Regions from separate parts of the Ovis aries genome. Here region 2 is linked to region 1. A link is a contact called in public Hi-C data. All regions are on one chromosome and are shown on one strand. The core of a region is the stretch at or near the end of the contact, and the rest is flanking DNA. Distances in the headings are between cores, read along the strand shown.

Evidence for each region. Hi-C and Micro-C count contacts between places; a contact is called where the count stands out from the background.
Region 2: a contact with region 1 is called in a Hi-C map of tail adipose tissue, with 2.3 times the contacts expected there. The contact joins the enhancer-like site here to the promoter of NOCT in region 1. A contact is called at or near these places in 3 of 16 Hi-C or Micro-C datasets (skin fibroblasts and tail adipose tissue).

The regions. Positions count from the first base shown.
Region 1 is chr17:18,651,566-18,655,500 of ARS-UI_Ramb_v3.0, forward strand. NOCT (nocturnin) reads right to left here and starts at 1,702. Exons shown (of 3, transcript XM_015101513.3): 1 at 1,276-1,702. The coding sequence starts at 1,465.
Region 2 is chr17:18,729,227-18,733,161 of ARS-UI_Ramb_v3.0, forward strand. No RefSeq gene overlaps it. Among named protein-coding and RNA genes, the nearest start is that of NOCT, 78 kb to the left of the region's middle. Within about 2 kb of position 1,750, at least 7 of the 54 cell types and tissues checked have an H3K27ac peak or open chromatin away from gene starts, as enhancers often do.

The DNA.
Region 1 (3,935 bases), core at 452-2,951:
CCGCCGGCAAGGTCCCTTCACAAAAAGAAAATCCTAATTTTAAAAAGAATGTCTCAATCTAAACATCAGCCAATAATCTGAATAGAGGCCAATCATCTGAATAGAGTTTAAAATCTTGACTTCAATCACACTTTGGGTGATCATTTTCAGTAAAGAAAGCCACACTGAACATACTCTTTCTACTGCTCTATCTGTTCTGAAGTTAATACAAAACTTGGGAATTCCCTGACAGTCCAGTGTTTAGGGCTCCGCCTTTTCTTTCTCTGCCCTGGGGGTTCAATCCCCGGTGGGGGAATTAAGATCCGGCAACCCGGGTGGGGCGGCGTAAAAGAGAACACAAAACTTTTGGAGCAAAAGGTAGTCGTTTACAATTTCAGATGTCCATACGTCTTAAACAGCAATAAACTTGAGTACGACTAAAATATACCTGCTAGCGTGATGAAACTGCCCACTTTTGAAAGAAAAGCTTTATTAATTTTTACACTATGACTAATTTGTATGTAAATTGTGGCCGCGGTACTGAGGCCTCAGGCAGAAACTTCAGTGGCCTAAAAAGGGAAAATCCACGGAACTTCCCTGCGGGTCCAGTGGTTAAGACTCCACGCTTCCAATGCAAGGAGCGCAGGTTCGATCCCTGGTCAGGGAAATAAGATTCTGCCTGGCGTTTCCTTCCCTGCAACCCAAGTAAAATCCAGAGCACGTGACCTATAGAACAGGTTCTTGGCAAAGAGATGGCATCATCTTTACAAGATCTTAACCCCAGGTATACAGGACGCATAATGATGCAAATATTAAGACCGGAAGGCTCCCCCAAAATTCAAGTAGATGTCCAAAGATTCAATGCGTGTTCATACGTTTTTCAAAACTCATACCACCTAAGCCACGCAGGCCACAGGATCAGGTAAGCGTAACTTCATATACATATTGCATAAAATGTTCCACCATTAGCGCAATAAGTAAAACAATCTGCGGCTTCGGAAGGGGAAAAGATAACGTAGGTCAAGAGGGAGAAATACTAAAACCGCGGCATCAAACGGGAAGGATTAAACGGGAACCTAGCACCGGGCTGCAGCTCTTACCGGACGCGGTGCAAGCCCCAGGCAAGAAAAGGCGAGGGCAGAGCGGCAAAGGAGAGCAGAGACGGCGGCTCAGGGAGAAGAGGAACCGCTTCCCGGTCGCACCCCACCGCCCGGCAGCCCCCGGCTTCCCATTCATTCCCCGCCGTTTCCAGGTGGCGGCCGCCGCGTTCTCCGCCAGGAACGGCGGTGCACTCACCTGTTCGGGAGCACGACCTCGCGACCTCGCGGGCCGCCGAAGCCGCCGCCAGGAGCCGGGGGGACGGGAGCCGCGGGGCGGCCGTGGGCGAGAGGCGGCGCGGCGGCGGCGGCGGGCCGGGCGGGCGGCGCAGGCCGGGCGCGTCCCTCTGCAGCAGGGCGGAGCAGAGCCGCCGCGGGCTCTGATACATGCCGGGCGCCGCCGCCAAAACCGCCGCGGCCCCTCGCGCGCCCCACCGACCTGCGGGCCCCGCCGAGGCGGGCGAGCCCAGCAGACTCTTGGGGCCGTCCGAGCAGAGTCTCCGGGGCTCCTTCTCTACCAGCCGCGGCCCGGGGGAAGGTCGCAGGCAGACGAGCCCGAGACGGCGCGAACGAAGCTGCGGATGCTGTGAAGTGGAGGCGCTGTCTGCCGCGGGCCGGCTGGAGCTGGAGGGTAACTGGCGAGCGCAGCGCGCTGACAAAGCGGGCGCTACCAAGCGAACCAGGGAGGGGGTGTCCATGGGACCTGCGCCCGGCGCGACCTGGCAGGGATTCGTAGAACCGGAGTGATCCTGCTTTGAGATGACGCAGATCTTCAGCTGTTTATAGGGTGGAGGCTGTGGGAGGTCCAAGGTAACAAATACCCCTGAAGGCAGTTTTAAAGAAATGAGCCTCCCCTTCCGCTGGGTGGAGTGGAAACGCCCACAGGCTGGGAGTCCCAAGACCATTCCAGGCTGTGGCCCGGGGGACACGTGTGTGTCCGAGTAAAAGACAGCATCCGTGTACGCGTGTAAGTGAGAATTCGGCAGAGGGTGTCTCTCCCCCACCCTTTCGGCGGGATGTGTTGCGTTAAAACGAAATTAAGCACGATAAAGCCCCTACTGTGTGCGAGGGCGACGCTGAGTAAGACAACGTCCCTTTCCTCAAGAATTATCCTCAGGCAAAGGAAGCCCAATGTGGCAGATCAGACCATAAAGCTGTACAAGGTAGATTAAGATCAGTGCCATAAGTTTATGTAAGTTTGGCGATAGAGGTCGTAACACGCCTGGGTTTTCTAGAAGGCTTATTAGAATAGCCATGACTTGGATTTGCATTTGTGGAATTTGGGAGAAAGTGGTGGTGATTTACGCAGGCGAAAAAGGGAATAAAGCAAAAAGCCCTAGGTATCTTTGCTGCAACATCTCTTACGTAGGATGGAAGTGAAGAAGTAAGGCAGATGCTTGGATAGGTTACACTGCGGAAGGCAGAGATTGTATTAGACTTAATATGGTAGAAAGGGGTGAGCTGTTTGCAGGCTGGGCAAGGATATGTCTTAGGGCCGTGCTGTCATTGGAGGTCAAGTATCTCGGGCGTGTGAAAAGGCAGGAGAGAGTAAACTAGCTGATATGAAAGATATTCTAGACTTGCATCTGGTACTGGAAAAGAATGAATGGAAGAAACTGTCTCAGCTTGGGCAGGAAATGATGACTAACCAGAACAGGAAGTGGGGTGAGTGGGAGAGATGCCCAAGACTCGGTTCCTCTCTGAAAGATTTATGACCTAGAAATGTTTTCTTGTTGGTTTTCCCATGATTTTGCTGAGTCTCCTGTCTTGTGGAATTGGAAGCTTTTCATTACTAAGGATATTCAAAATATTTGTAAGATCAGAGGGTGTGGATGCGTCAGCTGACAAGGTTGGTCATAACTACTGGGAGACACCCTCCTTGGCAAATCGTTAAATCTCTTAGTCTTACTTTCCTTATCTATAGAAAGTCATACCTTAGTCATTAGGTCAAATAAAAGGTGATCAAACTAGTCCATAAAAAGTGTTCTGCCAATATAGCAAAATGTTGAATTAGAATCTAGGGTCTGTGGGAATTCACTCACAGTTCTTTTTCTTTTCCATATGTTTGGAAATATCCATAATAAAGTGTTGAAATTAAAGTGCTCTGAAAAATTAAAAGTACTGTTTGAATATAAACTGTTTAATAAATTATTAAAAGGGATTCAAAGAGCATGGTCTCCTGAAACTGGGTCAGTAGCATTATTTTTGGTATATGCTAAATACTGTATACTTATAAACAATCAGAAAAATATAAATAAAAACTTTATTCACTTCAAATTCATTTAGGGGGCTGGTGGCTAAATCCCCAGGTTGACTGGTAGCCAACCCTGGTGGCTCAACGGTAAAGAGTCCATCTGCCAATGGAGGAGACACAGATTCAATCCTTGGTCCCGGAAGTTGCCAGGGATACAGGGGAGCAACCGAACCCGGGCGCCACAACTATTGAGCCTGTGCTCTGGAGCCTGGGAGCTGCAACTACTGAGCCCGCGTGCCACAACTTCTGAAGCCCTAGTGCCCTAGAGCCTGTGCTCCGCAACAAGAGAAGCCACCGCGATGAGAAGCACAACTCAAGAGTAGCGCGATGAGAAGCCACAACTCGAGAGTAGCCCCTGCTCACTGCAACTAGAGAAAGCCTCGCACAGTGACGAAACCCTCACTGCAGCCAAAAGTAAATAAAAATTTCAAAAATTCATTTAGTAAACATTTGTTGAGTACATATTATGTGTCAGTCTTCACGATAGAGCTAAATAATGAAATGAACAGTTGGCTCACAGGTTGATGGGTGAGACATTGTATAAACAGAAATACTTATAGTCATCTGATAATAAATATAGAATCATGAGTTGAACAAGGTCCTGT
Region 2 (3,935 bases), core at 500-2,999, 78 kb after region 1:
AAGGGACTCTCAAGAGTCTTCTCAGTTCAAAAGCACAGTTCAAAAGCATCAATTCTTCAGTGCTCAGCTTTCTTTACAGTCCAAATCTCACGTCCGTACATGACCACTGGAAAAACCATAGCCTTGACTAGACGGACCTTTGTTGGCAAAGTAATGTCTCTGCTTTTCAATATGCTATCTAGGTTGGTCATAACTTTCCTTCCAAGGAGTAAGCGTCTTTTAATTTCATGGCTACAATCACCATCTGCACTGATTTTGGAGCCCCCCAAAATAAAGTCTGACACTGTTTCCACTGTTTCCCCATCTATTTCCCATGAAGTGATGGGACCAGATGCCATGATCTTAGTTTTCTAAATGTTGAGCTTTAAGCCAACTTTTTCACTCTCCTCTTTCACTTTCATCAAGAGGCTTTTTAGTTCCTCTTCACTTTCTGCCATAAGGGTGGTGTCATCTGCATATCTGAGGTGATTGATATTTCTCCCAGCAATCTTGATTCCAGCTTGTGCTTCTTCCAGTCCAGCATTTCTCATGATGTGCTCTGCATAGAAGTTAAATAAGCAGGGTGACAATATACAGCCTTGACGTACTCCTTTTCCTATTTGGAACCAGTCTGTTGTTCCATGTCCAGTTCTTACTGTTGCTTCCTGACTTGCATACAGGTTTCTCAAGAGGCAGGTCAGGTGGTCTGGTATTCCCATCTCTTTCAGAATTCTCCACACCTTTAGGGCTTGTTTACTTCACCCCTCCTGATGGCTGCAACTCCTCCTCAATTGAAAAATTTAAGCTGTCAGCTCTCCAGAGTTTGAAAAAAGTTCTAAACAATTAAATGGGCAGAACTTACAGGAGTTATTTTGCTGTGTGTTGTGCTCAGCCGTGTTCAAATGTTTGTGGTCCCATGGAACGTAGCCTGCCAGGCTTCTCTGTCCATGGGATCTTCCAGGCAAGAATACTGGAGTGGGTTGCCATGCCTTACTCCAGGGAAAGGAGTTATTTTATGTGAGAATAAATAGGGCTCTAAGAGGAATTCTCCACCTCCCTCAGTTTACAGATAAGGTGCTGTAACTGTCCCAGACTGGGCTGTAGTAACTGACCAGAGCGTCACTTCCCAGTGAAGAGGCAGAACAGAAGCTCTGCTGTTGAGCACCTCACACCATCTGTTTTCAAGCCCTCCAGGCCCCCAAGGAGAGATCTGAAGTGTGTCTGGGGTAGAAGAAGAAGCCGGAATCCTGGGAATACTTTTTCCTGTCCATCCCCGTTGTTCTCCCTCTCTTCCCACAGTTCCTCCCGACTGGAATAAGCGAGGATGGCAAAGATGGAAAGGATGGAATGTCTCATCCTTCCCAGGAGGGCAGGGGGCCCCAGGGCTGAATCAGTGTCATCAACACTCTTAGTTTGCCTGGCTTTCAGGAGTTTGCTCCTAAAACTGGGACAGTCTTGGGCAAGCTGGGATTGAAGGAGTTAACCTGGGTTTAGCTCTCTCAGGCCCACGGGCTTTCTTTCACTTAATACACACTGAGAGGAACCCTGTGATGTGTCGAATTGAACTTGGGTTTGTGGTTTTTCTGAAGATATTGAAGAAATCTTCTTTTTAGCTTTGTTGTTCTCAGGCAGGGGAATTCCCATCTCCCTATGTGGCATTTGGAGAAGATTGGTAGCATTTTTTTTAAACTGCACCCCTATCTGCAGCATGCTCTTGGAATTTAGTGAGGTGGGGAAATCCCCGTGATAGTCCCCACGATGAATCATCATCTCACATAAAAGGCAAGCGATGACCCATGATTGCCAGAGCAGGATTGCCTAGACTTGTATTTCAAGCTCAGAGTGTTGCTAAAGAGGCTGAATCCCTTTTCCCTCTTGCTATGGGGCTTTAAGTCTCAGTGATGTCCCCTGGGATGAGGAGACTTCTGGAGCTTATAATTTAAAGAATGAAATTACATGTAGAGGTAGACTATTTGCAAAACATTACCTCCTTGCAAAACATTACCTCCTTACAAAACAAAGCCTTTGTGATTCGTGAAAAGGGATTCGGAGCATGAAATGGACATCTCCCAGGGGACAAAAGTCTAGGACAAGAACAATGTAAACTACTAGAAAGTAAGGATGAAGCAGAATGAATCTCTTAGCCATCGGGGTCAGGGTTATAACCAACTCCTCCCCGAGGAGGGACTAGAGGTTGAGTCCAGAAACTTCCCTGTAATCCTTACAAATCATTGTATATCTATGTACACAGTGTTCATTACAGTGCAAATCCATTTGTCATCCTCATAAAATTCCAACTTAGGGGAAACATTCCGATAGTGTAACATAACGCTGCTTGAACAGGGCAAGCTTAGCATCAAGATTTTGAAGGTTACCAGTGCGGAGAAAGGGCTTCCCTGGTGGCTCAGTGGGTAAAGAATCTGCCTGCAGTGCAGGAGATGCAGGAGACACAGGTTTGATACCTGGATTGGGAAGATCCCCTGGAGTGGGGCACGGCAACCCACTTCAGTATTCTTGCCTGGAGAACTGTAATGGACAGAGGAGCCTGGCAGGCTACAGTCCACTGGGTCGCACACAGTCAGACATGACTGAGCAGCTGAGCACACAGTGGGGAGAGGGAAGAGGAAAGGAGAAAAACAGGGGTAGGGGTTAAGAGGTGCAGACTATTATGTATAAAATAGATTAGCTGAGAGCACAGGGGATATAGCCAATATTTTATAATAACTACATATAGGATATAAACTTTACAAATTGTGAATCACTATGTTATATGCCTGAAACTTACATAAATATTGTATGTCAACTATACCTCAATTTAAAACATTTATGGTTTTTCCAGTGGTCAAGAATGGATGTGAGAGCTGGACTATAAAGAAAGCTGAGTGCTGAAGAACTGATGCTTTTGAACTGTGGTGTTGGAGAAGACTCTTGAGAGTCCCTTGGACTGCAAGGAGATCCAACCAGTCCATTCTAAAGGAGATCAGTCCTGGGTGTTCATAGGAAGGACTGATGCTAAAGCTGAAACTCCAGTACTTTGGTTACCTCATGCAAAGAGTTGACTCACTGGAAAAGACCCTGATGCTGGGAGGGATTGGGGGCAGGAGGAGAAGGGGACGACAGAGGATGAGATGCCTGGATGGCATCACCGACTCGATGGATGTGAGTTTGAGTGAACTCTGGGAGTTGGTGATGGACAGGGATGCCTGGCGTGGTGTGATTCATGGGGTCGCAAAGAGTCGGACACGACTGAGCGACTGAACTGAACTAAACTGAAAACATCTTAAAAAAGGATTCGGAAGCTCAGAGTGGCAAAATGGATAAGAATCACCCCTGTTGGAGTGGTGTCCTCTCGAGGGGTTTGTTTTTCCCTGCTTAGGATGCTCTGTAGTATAGAAATAGAAGAGCCCCTGCAACAAAGCCAGCTCAAAATGCTCTCCAGGTCACACTGAGGCTGTTTTCGGCTTGTCATGTGATTGTTATAATGCTGACTTGATAATCTTTTTGGAATATTTTTATCCATGAACTCTCTAATATTTATTGAACACCTGCTGCAACCCCCTTCTAGCCTGTTTTCTTTTACGACAGAGGCAGGAAAGCTGGAAATGTTTCCCAGACTCACTTGTGACTGGGATTTCGGGTTCCACCAAGCGCAACCACATGGCTGGCTTTCCTGGGGCAGCTGGGTTATGTCCACTGTCCTGGCATAGTTATTAATTCACTCTCACGGGTCTCACTGGGACTTGAGGAGGGTGACTCTGTCCCTGGGCAGAAGCATCAACTTTTCCAGGGCAGCGGTGGCAGTTTCTGATGTGTTGTAGGTGTTGAGTGACCGCAGTGGGGCAGTGCTGTTTGCGCTGCGTCAGGCCTGGCGACTGGTTGGACGTTTCCCCAGGTGCTCTGTTTCTGCCTCTGTAACATCTAAACCCATTTCCCTGGGAAAATGTCCAAATGTTCCC